Regions from separate parts of the Mus musculus genome. Here region 2 is linked to region 1. The links are chromatin contacts, called in public Hi-C maps. All regions are on one chromosome and are shown on one strand. Each heading gives the region's core, a stretch centred on a gene start, on an enhancer-like site or on the middle of the called end of the contact. The rest is flanking DNA. Distances are from core to core; before and after follow the strand shown.

What was found. A called contact is a pair of places that touch in the nucleus more often than the background predicts.
Region 2: a Hi-C map of cerebellum shows a contact between it and region 1, with 1.9 times the contacts expected there. The contact joins the enhancer-like site here to the promoter of Btbd3 in region 1. A contact is called at or near these places in 5 of 484 Hi-C or Micro-C datasets (cerebellar granule neurons, cerebellum, cerebral cortex and 1 more) and 2 of 9 other capture datasets (adipose tissue and pancreatic islet).

Annotation. Positions count from the first base shown.
Region 1 is chr2:138,274,653-138,282,102 of GRCm38.p6, reverse strand. Btbd3 (BTB (POZ) domain containing 3) reads right to left here and starts at 3,610. Exons shown (of 4, transcript NM_145534.2): 1 at 2,846-3,610; 2 at 2,264-2,354; 3 at 1,612-1,730. The coding sequence starts at 3,195.
Region 2 is chr2:138,400,581-138,407,748 of GRCm38.p6, reverse strand. No RefSeq gene overlaps it. Among named protein-coding and RNA genes, the nearest start is that of Btbd3, 130 kb to the right of the region's middle. Within about 2 kb of position 1,393, at least 46 of the 459 cell types and tissues checked have an H3K27ac peak or open chromatin away from gene starts, as enhancers often do. A contact at or near this core is called in cerebellum and cortical neurons, where this site is marked.

The sequences.
Region 1 (7,450 bases), core at 2,361-4,860:
ACAGTTGTGCTTTGCCTAGGGCCAGGACTAGGAGAGCATCCAGAATATGGGCTGGATTTGTAGCCTCACCCTGGAACTCAGGGAGCTGCCACTCCTTTTCTGAGTACAGCTACTCCCCTAGGACACAGGAGGGGAAGCCTCAGTTCCTACTGCTGTTCCCAACAAGGCAAATGGAACCTCACTCACGCCCTGTTCTTTCCACCCCGCCTGACTCCATAATTTTTAAAAACTGCACTAATATGCTCTAGGTAATACATCTATTTACAAGAGAAGATATTTGGCAAACAATCAAGATGTAACTTTCCGACATTCCTGCTCCTGTTTCCTGACTGTACATGTGTCTGGGAAACAACACCCTACTGGACTTCAGTGAGGCCAAGTTGCTAACTAGGGCTGCATTCTACCAACAACAGATGGCACTGTCACACGCAGAGCGGACTTCACAGGCAGTGAGGAAGGGCATGGATCCAAGCAGGTAGAGAGGTTTCTCGGTGGTGTCTCTAATGGACTGATGCTGAAGGTTAAGAAGTGACGAAGCAGTTACTGTTATGGTCACTCACACGCTCACTGCCTTTAACCTCCCTGCTCCCGCTCCCCACTGGGAACGGTCTAGTTCAATTAGGCTTCAATGTCATTACAGGACCAGGGAATTACATACTTAAAAACTCTGAAACGGACTAGAACTTATTTTTCAGTAAGCAGTAAATAAAAAATAATGATTGTTTTAAAAATTGTAAGAATATTGTCAAACTTTTTGACCCACTTGGCAATTTTTCTTCAAAAACATTGTTTTTTAAATTTATTCCGATGAAATGAAATTCCCAGATCAAAATATAGCCTTGAACAGTTAAGAAAAACCTTATAAATACAACTTATAATAACTAGGCTTAATCTCACTGTTTAGCATTAGACCCTGGTAAAGATGATTCCCAGGACCCGATTAACATGCAGTAGAGTCTGTAAAGTATCTATAAGATATGAAAAATTTTAAGTAAATATGTGACTACCCCAATCTTTTTTACGTTTTTATATTACTAATTTAAAATTGCTTGTATTAATCTACAGACAACTATAGGAAACAATCCCTTCAAAAATCTCTTCATCAAAAATTTGCATGTCCAATTTTGTGGGTAAAATATATGTAGTCAAAGATGAGATACTAAGTTCCACTTCTGGTGGCATTAGACAACACAGAAGGCATGTGTCGTCCTAGTGTTGCTAGCTAAACAAGGTACATCACTGCTCTCATTGTGAAGTAAAGGTCTATTTCTCTGAAGCCTCCTTAAAGTGTCCTGCTTTCAGAAGGAGAACATCCCTATTAAACAGTGTTTATTCCAGAAAGCTATTTTTCTTTTAAAATGTCCCTAAAAGCAGCTCACCACGTGAGCTCTTTGCCCCTAGGCTCTAGGCTAAGGAATGGCTCTAACTGCCTGCGACATTCCATAGGACTTCCCCGAGCACAGAAGAGCGGTTCTAAGACCATTTACAAGGCAAGCAGCACCCCCTCTCTTTAGAATCTCTCGCTTACAGGAAACTCAGATCTGACTGAGAGGCCAGCAGAGCAGGAACACAGCACAAGAAACTCTTTCCAAACACACACATCATGCTTACTTCAGCATGGCGAGGAAGGCAGCAGGTTCGACGTCTGGGATTCGGATTTCATCTTTGTCCTCAGCGAGTTCTCCGTAAAACATTGCATGGAACACTGAGCTCCCGACAGCGAGGACGTACTGTGGAGAAAGGGAGAGCTCCCTTCACACACTACACTGAAAGCATTTGCAGAGTCAATCCCCAAAACCACTAGCCACTGAGGGCCGGGGGCACGTAAGGTACATAGCCCACCGTCGTAAACAGCCAGGCTATGGTGCACTGGACAGGGAGCATGAGACTGTCACACAAAGTGGGCTCTCCATCAATATCTCAAAGCTTTGACATTAATATACACCCCCACCCCACTGGGAAATAAATCAAACCATGGGCTCTTTATCGGATTTCTATAGGTACAGTAAACAGAGGACTTTCCAAGCCAGTTACAACATTTCCTAGCCCTGGAGAGTGAGAAGCGCACATTTCTGGGTGATATATACAACCGTGTAGAAGGAAACAAAGACAAAATGAAGTGTGGCCAAAGGTCTATATTCTCTGTAACTGGGCGAACCATGCAGTGGCTGCCGGCGGGCTGCCTGCCCACACCAAGCTCTGTGCTGACAGGGTCCCTCTATGTAAATCTCAGGACTAAACCGGTAATGCAGCTGTTGCTTACTTTGTGTCCTGGCAACCGCTGAGTCCCACCTGGTGGCCCAACCACAAAATGTACGTCTGCCATCAAGTCATTATTGAACATCACCGCATTTCTACAAACAAGAGGCGAGTCATTAATTCACAACAGCCTGTATTCTTAGCAGCCCTTTCCCCAACATGCAAAACTTCAGAGTTAAGCTAAGCAACAACAGCTCAGCGTTCCACTCCCAGCTAAAGAGCATACAAAGGGTCCAGCCACACCACTGCCTGAAACCACTGCAGACACATGGCAAGGAACTCAAGTTTTAAAAGTTAACTAAACTTTTACAGGGCTTAGGACAAATGAAGGGTTTCCTGTCTCTGTGCTCCACAGACACAAAGCTGCTGCTTAAATGTTACAGCTTGCAAAAATATTTTTATCTAAGAGGAAAACAGCTGTACTGCTTTGGAAAAGATACAAGGCAGCTTTCCATTACCAGTAGAGCCTCTGGGGAAGAGGAGCAGGGATTCGTGGTAAACTGCATTACAGTCATGAAAAAGCAGAGACTTCACCACCGGCAAACTTTGAGAGTAAACACGCTAGCCTGCCAGCAAGGGCGCTTACCTTTCTCGGATGGTGGGATAAAGACCCTGCCAGTTGGGGGCCGGGATGAGGTTGTTGTTACAGAGGTTGTGCTGGTGTTGCTGCTGGACAGTGGTGCTGCTGGAGTTGGCTGGCTTCTTACGGGGGAATATATCAGCAGCCATCTTCTTCTTCTTTTTAGTCTTCAAGGTAATTATTTCATAACAAACTGGGGGCAACTTGCTGCTCCCACTGCCAACGCTGCCGCCGCCGCCGCCGCCACCGCTGCTGTTGGCTTTCTTTGAACCTTTTTTGGACCTGTTCTTTACTGTCTCTGGAAGCATCAAGAAGAAGGTGAGACATTTCATGTTCTTTTCTTTATCATCTACCATGAGTACAGGATGTCTCTCTTTAGAGCTAGATCTCGCAAAACTGCTCAAACATCAAGGCAAAGAGGCTAGCCGGAGCTAAGATGTTAACAGAGACCGGCAGGCTGCTTTCTTCCTGCTTTTCCCAGCCAGGCAAGGTGACCTTTTCACTATGTTGAAGAGAAACTGGCTTTAAGTTTTATCCAGGACCGGATCTGTTAAATACATTCCCATCATGATTCCTGGTTTTCTTACTTGCGCATAAAACCAGCCGTTCTCTGGATCACCTGCAAAGCTGAGCAAAGGAGGCAGGCAGAGAGAGAGCTGAGGCGCTTGCTTTCTGAATTAGGTTAGCAAGATGTGGCGAGCCCAGCGAGTCAGTACGGCCGCGGCCGGCCGGTGAAGTTGTGTGGTGAATGGATCGGGAGAGGAGAGTAGGTATTACAGCCCTGCAGACGGAGTCAGACAGCCAGAGCTCCGAGCCAATAGCTGAAGCCACCAATCAGGATTGGATGAAGCCAAACAGTGACACCTATTGTAGCATGCACAGCTCTGATATTAAAGGAGCAGCAGTTACATTCTCTTTTCTACTGTATATTTAATTAAGATAAACAGCAAATGAAAGACATTTGCAAACAGGAAGGGAGGGGTTTATTTCTCTTTAGTACAGGAACATTTTCATTTCAACCAAAACAAGCAAAAGCCATTAACAAAGAATGGGAACACATATGTCTAATCTCTCTTCCTGGCAACAATCTTCCTCCTAGCAGCATTTACTTGCAAGTATTTTGAACAGGATCTCCTAGACTATAAAGCCAAAGGGAACCAACGTACTGAAATTAAACCAAACACATTTAAGCCCAGCCACGGCAGGGGAGGGGAGGGGTCTTTTTTTAGTCTCTGGATGTTTTGCTAAGGCTCTGCATTTAGCTTGCTTCCAATGTTTTCTAGCTCGGCACTGATTTTGGACCTGTGTCCCAGGTCACAAAACACAGTTAATTACGATGAGCTTCCACCAGCACACTTAGCTGTACTCAAGCATAAGGCAGACTGTAGATATGACAATAGCATTCATTCAAATGAGACAACTCTGATAATTAGTGCTTAAACCCTGTGATTCACTGCAGATAAGTCAGATAGGGCACTGCTCAGGATCTCAAAATCCAACTCAACTCTTAAGGCTACATTTAATCTTGTCATACAAATTTTAAAGAATCCGTAAGCTCTAGCACAGCACCAGTAGAAGGGCTATTTAAAATGATCAAAGTCTCCTATTAACTAGTTAAAAGGCAAAAGATCTCTTTGCTTTAGATGAGAATAAGGCTTCCCCGGCAGCTGCCAGTAAAACAGCATCTACTGGAGCTTCATAGTTTGTAAAGGCAGACTAATGACTAGAGTGACTCCCGCCCCATCTATGGGATTACTCGGGTTTGTTCAAAGTAGAGAGGCTATCTGCTGCCTCTGGTCCCTGATCCTTCAGAGTCCTAGCCCTGTGTGCTATGTAACATTCGCCTGCATGGAGACTCCTCAGCAAATGAGAACACTGTTACTATAACTAACAGTATTGCATACCAGAATAAATTTTTAAATCCCCTAGCATCTTAGTCCTAAATCATTCCAAAGGCGTTCCTTTGTATTGTCATTATTTAAAGCCATTTGAAAGCCTCTGCGAGCACAGAGTATGAGACACAGGCAAGGTTACCTATCCCCATTGTTGATGGAACCAAGTTGCTGCTTATTTATGACAATTATTGTATTCTAGACTGCAGGGCTAAGACACTGCACATCAATACCCTTGCAAATCACCTTCAGCTGTACTTTGAGGATAATGTTAGAGATATGATAACCTGTTATATGATAACCTGTTGGAAAGCATCTAGAAGGCCAGGGAGTGAGTAAAGAACTTGTAATACAAGAATGGAAACCAGTGTTTGGATCCCCAGCACAGGAAGGAAGGAAGGAAGGAAGGAAGGAAGGAAGGAAGGAAGGAAGGAAGGAAGGCGAAGCCCAGCCCAGCAGCCTGTACCTATAACCCTAACTCTAGCAGTAGGTAAGGGTTATTAGTAAGGCCTTGGTAGCCAGTTAGCCTTAGCTCATTGGTGAGCTACAGATAAATGAATAGACTTTGTCTCAAAAAATAACAGAGAGCAGTGGAAGGTCAACCTCTGCCTCCCACCACACACACACACAAACTCGTGCACGTCTATATACATTACATATATACATCACACACCACACAAACATACAGATACAAACATCCACACCCACTACACTCACATATCACACCACATACAAACATCCCACATATCATACACATAACACACAAACACCTATGCCCAACATACACACACACTCTCATAGAGAGACAGGCAGGCAGGCAGACAGACAGACAGACAGACTCTCACTCACCCGCACAGAACACCGAGGAAAAGGCACTAAGAAAACCAGTAGCCCCTGAGTAAGCTGCCTACCAGGAACAGACGGCCTCTCTACTGGCTGCTCAAGTTCTCAATCATACCTGTCTGCAAAGCCCTTCTGATAAGAGGCACTTCTGAGCATAAATCCCAAACATATTTCTAACAGACCCCGTATCTGGCTTCTCAGGTCAGAACTAATCAATTAGAATGGAAGAGGAAACCAGCTGTTTTGAGGCCATCATTATTAACTGGCAACAGAAGAAGACTAAACAGAAGAAGCAAAAGAACAACATGTAAGGATTTGTCTTTACTTATCTTACATAAGGCTATGGCTAACACCACAAAAAGCCTCCAAAACTACAGCTTCTGCATCACTAAGGAGAAGAGGGAAAGTGCATGTAGTAGTTTGAGAAAGGAAATTACATAAGGCTTTAGAAAACCCTCTTTTGAGCCTAAAGAACCCAGGTATTTGGAAAGAACAAGCTTTGTAGAAAAGCTTGAAAAATGAAAAGTAAGAGAAGGAGAACTGAGTTCTATGGACGCCCTAGAACAGTGCTTGCTGTAGAAGGCCACTCTTGGCTGGTTAGGTGGCTGTTAAAAGATACACACACACACACACACACACACACACACACACACACACACACACTCAGAGCTGCCTCTCCTCCTCTGAAGACATGCCACACACTGCTGCTAAACCTGCAGTCCCAGGGCCAAAAGCAGCATGTCCCAGGAGCCTTCAGGGAATTTGGAATCATAAGATTCGGGATCACAACTGCATTTTCACAAGTTTTCCACAGTGTGCACAGCACTGAGTTTGAGAAAGACTTCCCCAAAGATCCGGGTTCTAGGCCTGCCAACATAGTATCTTCAAACAGATGCCCAAACAACTCAAGATAATTTATTCTAGTTTGAACCAAGAATTTAACCTCTCCTATCTTGTTCTAAAATTCTTCTGTTCTGAGTAATGGCACCATTCTAAGATCCAGGTGAGCGGCCAGGCAAGTCAGAGTCTATAGTGTAAGGTTGTCTGGAAGAGATCTAGTCCAGATCCTCAGATGTAAACAGCAGGTTTCAAAAATACCAAGCAGATGAAACAGCCAACCCTTAAATAATCAACTCCCTAATTCTGTCTCAGAAAGCTAGCTGTGCACACTGGCATCAGCAGCAACCAAGAAACTGTTCCATTTTGGCTAAGCCACTTAACTGCCAGAGCACGGGAAGGGGGCTCTGAAATCCAATCAGTCTCTAAGGGACCCAGTTTTCTCAGCTGAACAGTGAGGTTTGTTTGGAAAAGCGTTTCTCCAACCAACGATGCTTAATCCAGTTAGAATCATATTTTATATTCTGACTTAGAGCAGAGCATACATATAAGAGTTGAAAATATAAAGTTCAAGCTGATTTTTTTCTATTTTATTCTTTATGTTTTGATGTTGCTCTTGATACAGTCAAGCCTTTTAAAGACTGATTTGAGAAAGTGAATTATTTTCTGGGGTACTTAAAGCTTTATATCCAGGGCTCCTTCCCATCAATAACTGAAGACTAGGGACTTTCAGAAAGAAAAGATGGTTAGATCCCATGTACTTAACAGAGTGCTCACGAAATCCACCAAACTGCATGCATGTGCGGATGATGTTTCTGGAAGGACAACAGCTGTCAGCTGCCTTTCAGAGTAATGCATAACCCAAGATACAGGAAAACAGAGCCACGGCCCTTTAAGGTACTTCCTCATGCTGTGGTGACCCCAACCTACAAGTATTTCCATTGCTACTTCATAACTGTGATTTCACAACTGTTGTGAATCTTCATGTGAAATCTGTGCTTTCCAATGGTCTCAGGCAACCCCTGTGAAAGGGTCATCC
Region 2 (7,168 bases), core at 144-2,643, 130 kb before region 1:
GATGAAACTTTGTAGAATAAGTGAATTCACACAAGTATGGGGGATGGGAGGTTTTGAGAATCAGCTGGTGGCTTTCCCAAATCTCAAATATCTTATTGTTGGGTTACAGGATGACAAAAGGGTATTATTGCTCCCTTGTTTGTGAAACTCTTTATCTAACATTATTCCTCCATTTTGAACTCTCAGGTAGCTATGCCCTGCTTTTAGCTGAGGGTAAGAAATATTCTCAAGCTCTTGCATAAACTCCAGCACACTCCTGCAACAAACCTGAGTGAGATGAAATCCACCCACCTGGTAGTTTGGAAGACATTCAGAAAGGTATTTTCTTCATTTAGATCTCTCTCTCTCTCTCTCTCTCTCTCTCTCTCTCTCTCTGTGTGTGTGTGTGTGTGTGTGTGTCTGTGTCTGTGTGTGTCTGTCTGTGTGTTTGTGTGTGTGAATGTTTGACATACATGACATGGATAACATTGTAGAGTCAGTTCTCTCCTTCTACCTCCATATAGATTCTAGGGATCAAACTCATGTGATCAGGCTGGCTTCTCAAGTGCTTTTATCTTCCGAGCCATCTCTCTAACCCCACCGCACCCCTGTTGAAAAAACTATGTAAAGAAACAGGCAAGAAGACCTAGTTACTTTCCAAAAGTTCTCTTCAAACAAGGATATGAGCATGGTTTTCAATTTTGGCCAATGAAACCTGACCACAAATCTAGAGAGTAGTTAGGGTTAGAGAAAACTCTATTGCTGAAAAGATATTCAAGGGAGAGTCATTGTTCATTTATTCAGCTGGATGTTGCCATGGCTACATGTGATGCCTGAAACTCTAACAGCCAGCCTGTAATCATAACAAGAATCTAGTAAGGTAACAATGCAGGGCAGATGGAAGGATCCTTAATGACATCAGTGGGCCACTGCCCTATCTTTGGATGCACCTAATTCTAGATTTGTTGGTAAGTGATGCAGCACACATTCCCACTGTTCACTCACAGTGGGATTGTGGAGGTGCTTGCTTGTAGCTGAAATATCTTGATGCAACAGGGAATTTAATTGCCTTGACCAAGAAACTAGATTGCAGATAGCAAAATAAAGGGACTAACCTTAAAGCAGAAAAAAAAAGGAACATTGTGGGCCCATCATGGGTATCACATTATATCAAGAATAATGCAGAAAGTACCTCATTAAAGCTTCAGTATACTCTAGGAGAATGTTAGGGACGTTCTGTTTTATAAAAAGAACACACAGAAAGGTAAAGTAATTTGCCTAAGGTCAAATAGTAAATAGCAGTTTTAGAAACACCACTCATGTTGGTTCAATTGCAACAGAAAGGGGGACTTTGTGTGCCACGTGCAGACAGAGTGGGTGTTCCATTACCATTACGTCATCCTTTTGTCTGGCTGTGTGCCTCTGATCTTTTCCTGTGAACTGGATGTTGTAGGGAGACTGGGAGCATATGGAGAATGACGCGCTCAGAGAGAGAGCAAGAATGTGCACAGCAGTGACAGTGCTAAGGCTGAAAACACCCTGGGGACTTTGCATAAAACATGGAGCTGACCAGGGCAAACACAATTCTTGCTGAAAAAGGCATACATGAGCATGCACATTAGCAATATTTTTGCATTTATCAATGACAAGTGACTTGATTTATTTATGGCATAATTAAGGAAAACCTTTAACAATGAACTATATCTGGTTTGGGCTGGATTAAAAAGTATATACCTATTTACTTTTCTTAGACCTTAGAAGTTTCAATATTCCATAATTGTATTTCTAATGACAGAAGATTCATCTCAGCTCATTGTGTATGCATCACATGATTCACCACACATTTAGATTGGAGTAAATGAACTTGTTCATTATACATAGTCATCTTTTTGTTGTGCAATGTTTCCATTTTTGAAAGCCATGTAATCACTTCATTGTGGTGTTGGGAATTGTCATTATAGAATGCCTAAAATTTTCAAAGGATGCAATTTAGGGATTTTGATCTTATGGCATAAATATATGCCTGACACGTAATATGAAGAAACTTACTCCAGATGGCTGCTCAAAACAGATAAATCAAATTTCCCAGTAGTAACAAACTAAAACCTCAAATTCCGTTTTTTTTCCTTGATTAAAATAACCAGAACATCTATGTTAGTTAAATGTGCTAAATGTGAGAAAATTAGAGTTCTTGATTCTATTTTAAATTAGATTTTCTGGGCACTGTAGATGGTTTGAGGAGGGCAGAGTGGCTACTGTAGGTGAGTACCCTCCTTCCTGAGGAGGATCTGAGTTCAAATTCAGTTTCATCCTTGTTATACCAATTGATGTAGAAGTGCAGCCTGCTACAATTTCACAGGAACTGTCACAGTGCACCCCGACCTGACCCCCACTATGTAAATGCCAATGCCTTTCCACCCATCATCCCTTTCAGCTATACTTACAGGCATTTCCAACATGGGCAAAACCAGAACACTGTGGAAAGTGTTAATTAGAAAAGAAACACATCGCTTCAGCAAAACAGGTAAGCCTTGAAGTTAGAGACGGCCATGTTTCTTGAGCACACCTCCAATAGCCCTGTTTTGAGTGCATGCAGCACATCTCAGGTGCATTCACATGCAGCTGGGCTTTCTCCTCAGTTGCCAGCAACTGTACTCTATTCTGCAGCTAGTAAAGGCAAACCTCTTCTAAATAACCCCTTTGTGCACAGATTCGGAAGTCACGTCAATTGACGCAGTTCATGACCCAAATCTTCAACTCCTTGAGAGAGCTCCTTGAGAGACTCCCTTTAAAATAATACTTTTCATTTGCCATTCCCTATAACACGCAGGTGAGATCAACAGACACCTTCCTTTGCCCCCACCTATTTTATATGACCAATTTGCCTGGCCAAAGGGCTTCCATGAGCGCCTGAGATCTTCCAGTACCCATGTTACTGGGAGCTTGGATCACTTTCTGACCAATGAAAAGCAAAAGTGAAAGTACTGACCTCCAGAATAAAGGAGAGGAGATAGGAGATTAATGCAGATGAGGAGGCTAGACACAGGAAGAGGAATACAGGTAGTCAGTAAAAATTAAAACAAATATGCCCGTTCCAGCAGGGTTTGATTCTAAGGGTAGGACTAAGAATATATTTAATAAAACTATTTTACTTTGGAAATACTCGGTTTAAAAAGGCAAGTTTCTTCATATTTTGCTGCCTCTGATTATACGAAGAGATATTACGATAAAAATACAAAAGTGGATGTTCACAGTCATCTATAAGATGGAACACAGGGCCCCCCAAAGGAGAAGCTAGAGAAAGGAGGTGAAGGGGTCTGCAACCCTAGTGGTGGAAGAACAATATGAACTAACCAGTACCCCCAGAGCTTGTGTATCTAGCTGCATATGTAGCAGAAGATGGCCTAGTCTGCCATCATTGGGAAGAGAGGCCCCTTGGTATTACAAACTTTATATGTCCCAGTACAGTGGAATGCCAGGGCCAAGAAGTGGGAGTGGGTGGGTAGGGGAGCAGGGCGGAGGGAGGGTATAGGGAACTTTCAGAATAGCATTTGAAATTTGAAATGCATATAAAGAAAATATCTAATAAAAAAATACAGAAGTGTTCACAAACTCACCCAGCATTTCCTCCTATGTGGCTAAATTCTTTCCTTAGATGTGACAGTTCCACAAGACTGTGGCCACCCACCACAACCCACTGGGCCCCATTACTACAAAAATCTCGACTACATTCTTCTCATCAATCAATTATCTCAAATCAGAAACACTGGGGAGCACTTAAAACTCCCTGTTTATCGATAGCTTTAGTCAATGTCAAATTATACCATATGGCACTTAATGTATCCATTAATCCTCATATAGAATTATAAAACAAGGAACATATTCTATCAATTTCTCACATCCTATCTAATGGGTATTGTAATAGATGGCATGGATATTCTGCAGAGGAGGGGTCTATTCACCCACTGATGCTTGAAAAATGTCTGCCTGTGACTTTCATTAATGACTAACAAGGTTATGTTCAAACTCTCACACAATGAAAGAAGGCTATATGGTGTTTTTCTACAGAGATAACCTAAAACAAATCCACAGCACATTTGCAATGAATATACGATATAAAGACTCATAAGATAGCCTACAATAGCAATTCCAAAAGTAAATATGAGTGCTGTATCTCATCAAAAACATCTGCAGTGGACAACACAGGCCTTGGTACACCAGGGACATGCCTGACATTGTCATTTGCAACCCGTTATTCTTTCTTGCTGGTGTCTCTGCTGAGGTAAGTTCTTTCAACTGGGGGGAAAAAAAGCGAATGTGTGAGCTGCCTGGTTCCATGAAATCGGGCTGCACAGAGCCCCACCTGATATCCGGCTGAGATCCATTACCCGTTTTGGGGAACTTGCCATTATTAAAGAAAGGGGAGCTGTTATCACTGGGCAGTCATGCCTCTTATCTACACAGCAAGTCACTGGCTTAGCCACATTTTCTGCTAATTAAATTCACTGTGGGAGATTCCCAACGTGTGTCTCCATGGGAAATGGATCTGAAAATCTGGACGATGGCCCTAATTGCTTCTGGTAACCAGGTTATGAAACCAGCCCTGTCATACCTGAAGAAAACAGCTAGATAAGGGTGTCTAGATTTCAGACTATATGGGCTTCTGCAGCCTCCAGCAGGAAAAGCAAAAGCCAGACTCAGCTACAACTGGGCACATTCTGAACAAGGCCTGTCATTTTGTGCTTTTTAATCACATATCCAGGGGATGCAGCAAAAAGGAAACTAAGAAGAGGCACAGTGGGGAATGAGCAGATTCTGTTTGCTGAGATCTCTCAGGCCTGGACCTCAGCAAGCTACCCAAAGTGCAGTCAACACACCAACAGGCTCACCATCACCTGGAACCTTGTCCGAAGTTCAGACTCACAGGTCCTGCCTCAGCAGCCCTTGACCAGAATAACTGGAGGAGTGGAGCCCAGGAATCTGAGATGGAGTGGCATGACTTTCACTGATTCTAAGGTCCATTAAAACTTAAGAAGGCCTGGCTTCAAGGGTACAGGTGACACAAGGGCACAATAGTGAAGGTAGGTGACTCTGTCATAGAGTCTGCCATTAGGGAGACCTGTAGCCTCTGTTGCCTCAGTTTCTCATTGTTTTGGTTAGCATATGCTCTCTAATACCACTCCAAAGCTTAGCATCTTAATTCAACAATGGTTCCATGGGTTGGCTGGACTCAGGAAGTTTTCACTATTGTGCTTGTAAGGCAGATAGTGGCATAAGATTGAGTCCCAGGAATAAGTGACTTGACTAGACAGTAGACATCCAATATGGCTACTGTATTCCCAAGCCCAGTATTTGAACTGTAACAGCTGTCAAGGCATCCCTCTTTCTCACAGATACCCCATGTATCTGGTAGAAGCTACCTCATAGCACGGGCATTCCTCTTATTCAATGCCTGATCTTCTCTAGAGTATAAACTCTAAGAGGACTGAACAGGAGCTGGGTCATTTTAGGGTTCGTGTATGATTTATGACAACCCTACTTCCATCACACTTTCTGACTGAATGGTAAGTCATAGGGACAAGCCAGGCTCAAGGAGAGAGTCCTACATAATCTTGGAGGAGATCATTTTTATAGAGCAGCTGCCATACTTATAAAGTTAAGGAGACCTATATCCCTTAAAAGCCTTCATGGTTGTTATATCCTCTGATTCTCTGATGAAGGACGTCCATTTCATCTATCTTGCAGAGGCCCATCTCTCTAGGCTATCACCATTGCTCATTTAGCACTAAGAACATGCAATCTCGCATTGTGATTTACCTTCTAAATGTAGTTACTCTGACTTCCAAACTTGACTATAAGATCCTCAAGGCCTTTATGCCTCCTTGAAACTCCGTTACCTGATGCGGTGAAGTATACATCATGCTAGACTTGCAATGAAGATGTGATGATGACAGTGATTATATATAATGCTACTGCTGCTGGCGATGATGATAATGATGATGGTGGTGGTGGTGGTGGTGGTCAGAATAGAATCACCAATTTTAAATCATCCTGTCAACTTGAATGAGTACAGAGCAACCATTTGCAGCGTTGAAAAATAATGCTAAAGCTTTTTATAATTTTCCACATATCTTTTTCAGGCAGACTTCTTATGGCAGGCAAAAATAGGGCTGGGAAATTTATTTTCTACTATGTTTTATTTGCTTCATATAAATGTGTATCTGTTTTTATTTTTCTCTATTATGATTTTCTTTTCCACTTCCTCCATTGTCCTTCCTTTCTAGATTCTTCCTTCCTTTTTCACAAGGCAGAACGGACTGTGCCCTGTAATCATTAAACAACTTCATGTCTTCCAATTATGTTGTGTGTGTGTGTGTGTGTTTGTATGTGAACTTAGCATGGCCACATAGCTACACAGCTGAATGTGGTCAGTAACCCTCATCTGTTCCATCTTTACTTTGATGCCATCTTACAAACTCCTATAACAAACTGAAGGTGACAAAGCCACTGCGAAGCTCTGACATTGTATACTTGTGAATTAAAAGTCAGTGTATCTGAGTCATCACATAGAACAGAGCCATCCAACAACAACTATTCCCATTGATTGAACAAGAAGCAAATCTCTACTGTAGGGAGACATTGAATTTGAGGTTTTATTGTAGTAGCTAAATCTTCACTAATAGACCAAGCTTATTCCTAGAATCAATATCAGGTGATGTTGTCAAATGTCAGTACTCTAAACTGACATTTAAACTGCACATTTTTTTAACCAAGAAATATATTTCCACTATATTCTCTTAATAGTAACTTACTAGTGCATTTGTTTAACTACTTCAATTTTTCTCAACCAGATTCTGCATACTGCACATTTAGAACAATGTTTCATTATCCATATAAAACCAATGTCTTTAATCTGTTTCTACAATATATTTTCCATCAAATCCCCAATAAGATCTCAAAAATGACCCATGTATATTTTTTTCCTCTGAACCTATTACCTTTGCTTATTCTATCTAATCTCATTCAATCACTTACACAAAATCATCTGTGAGTACCTACTATGTGCCAGACATACCTATATCCTTGAGATGCTGAGAACAGAGCAAACACAGTCAGGAGAAAGCCCTTCCTGGTGCCTTTTGGAAGTGAAGGTGTGAGAAGTAGAGTTGGGGACAAAACAGTGAATTGG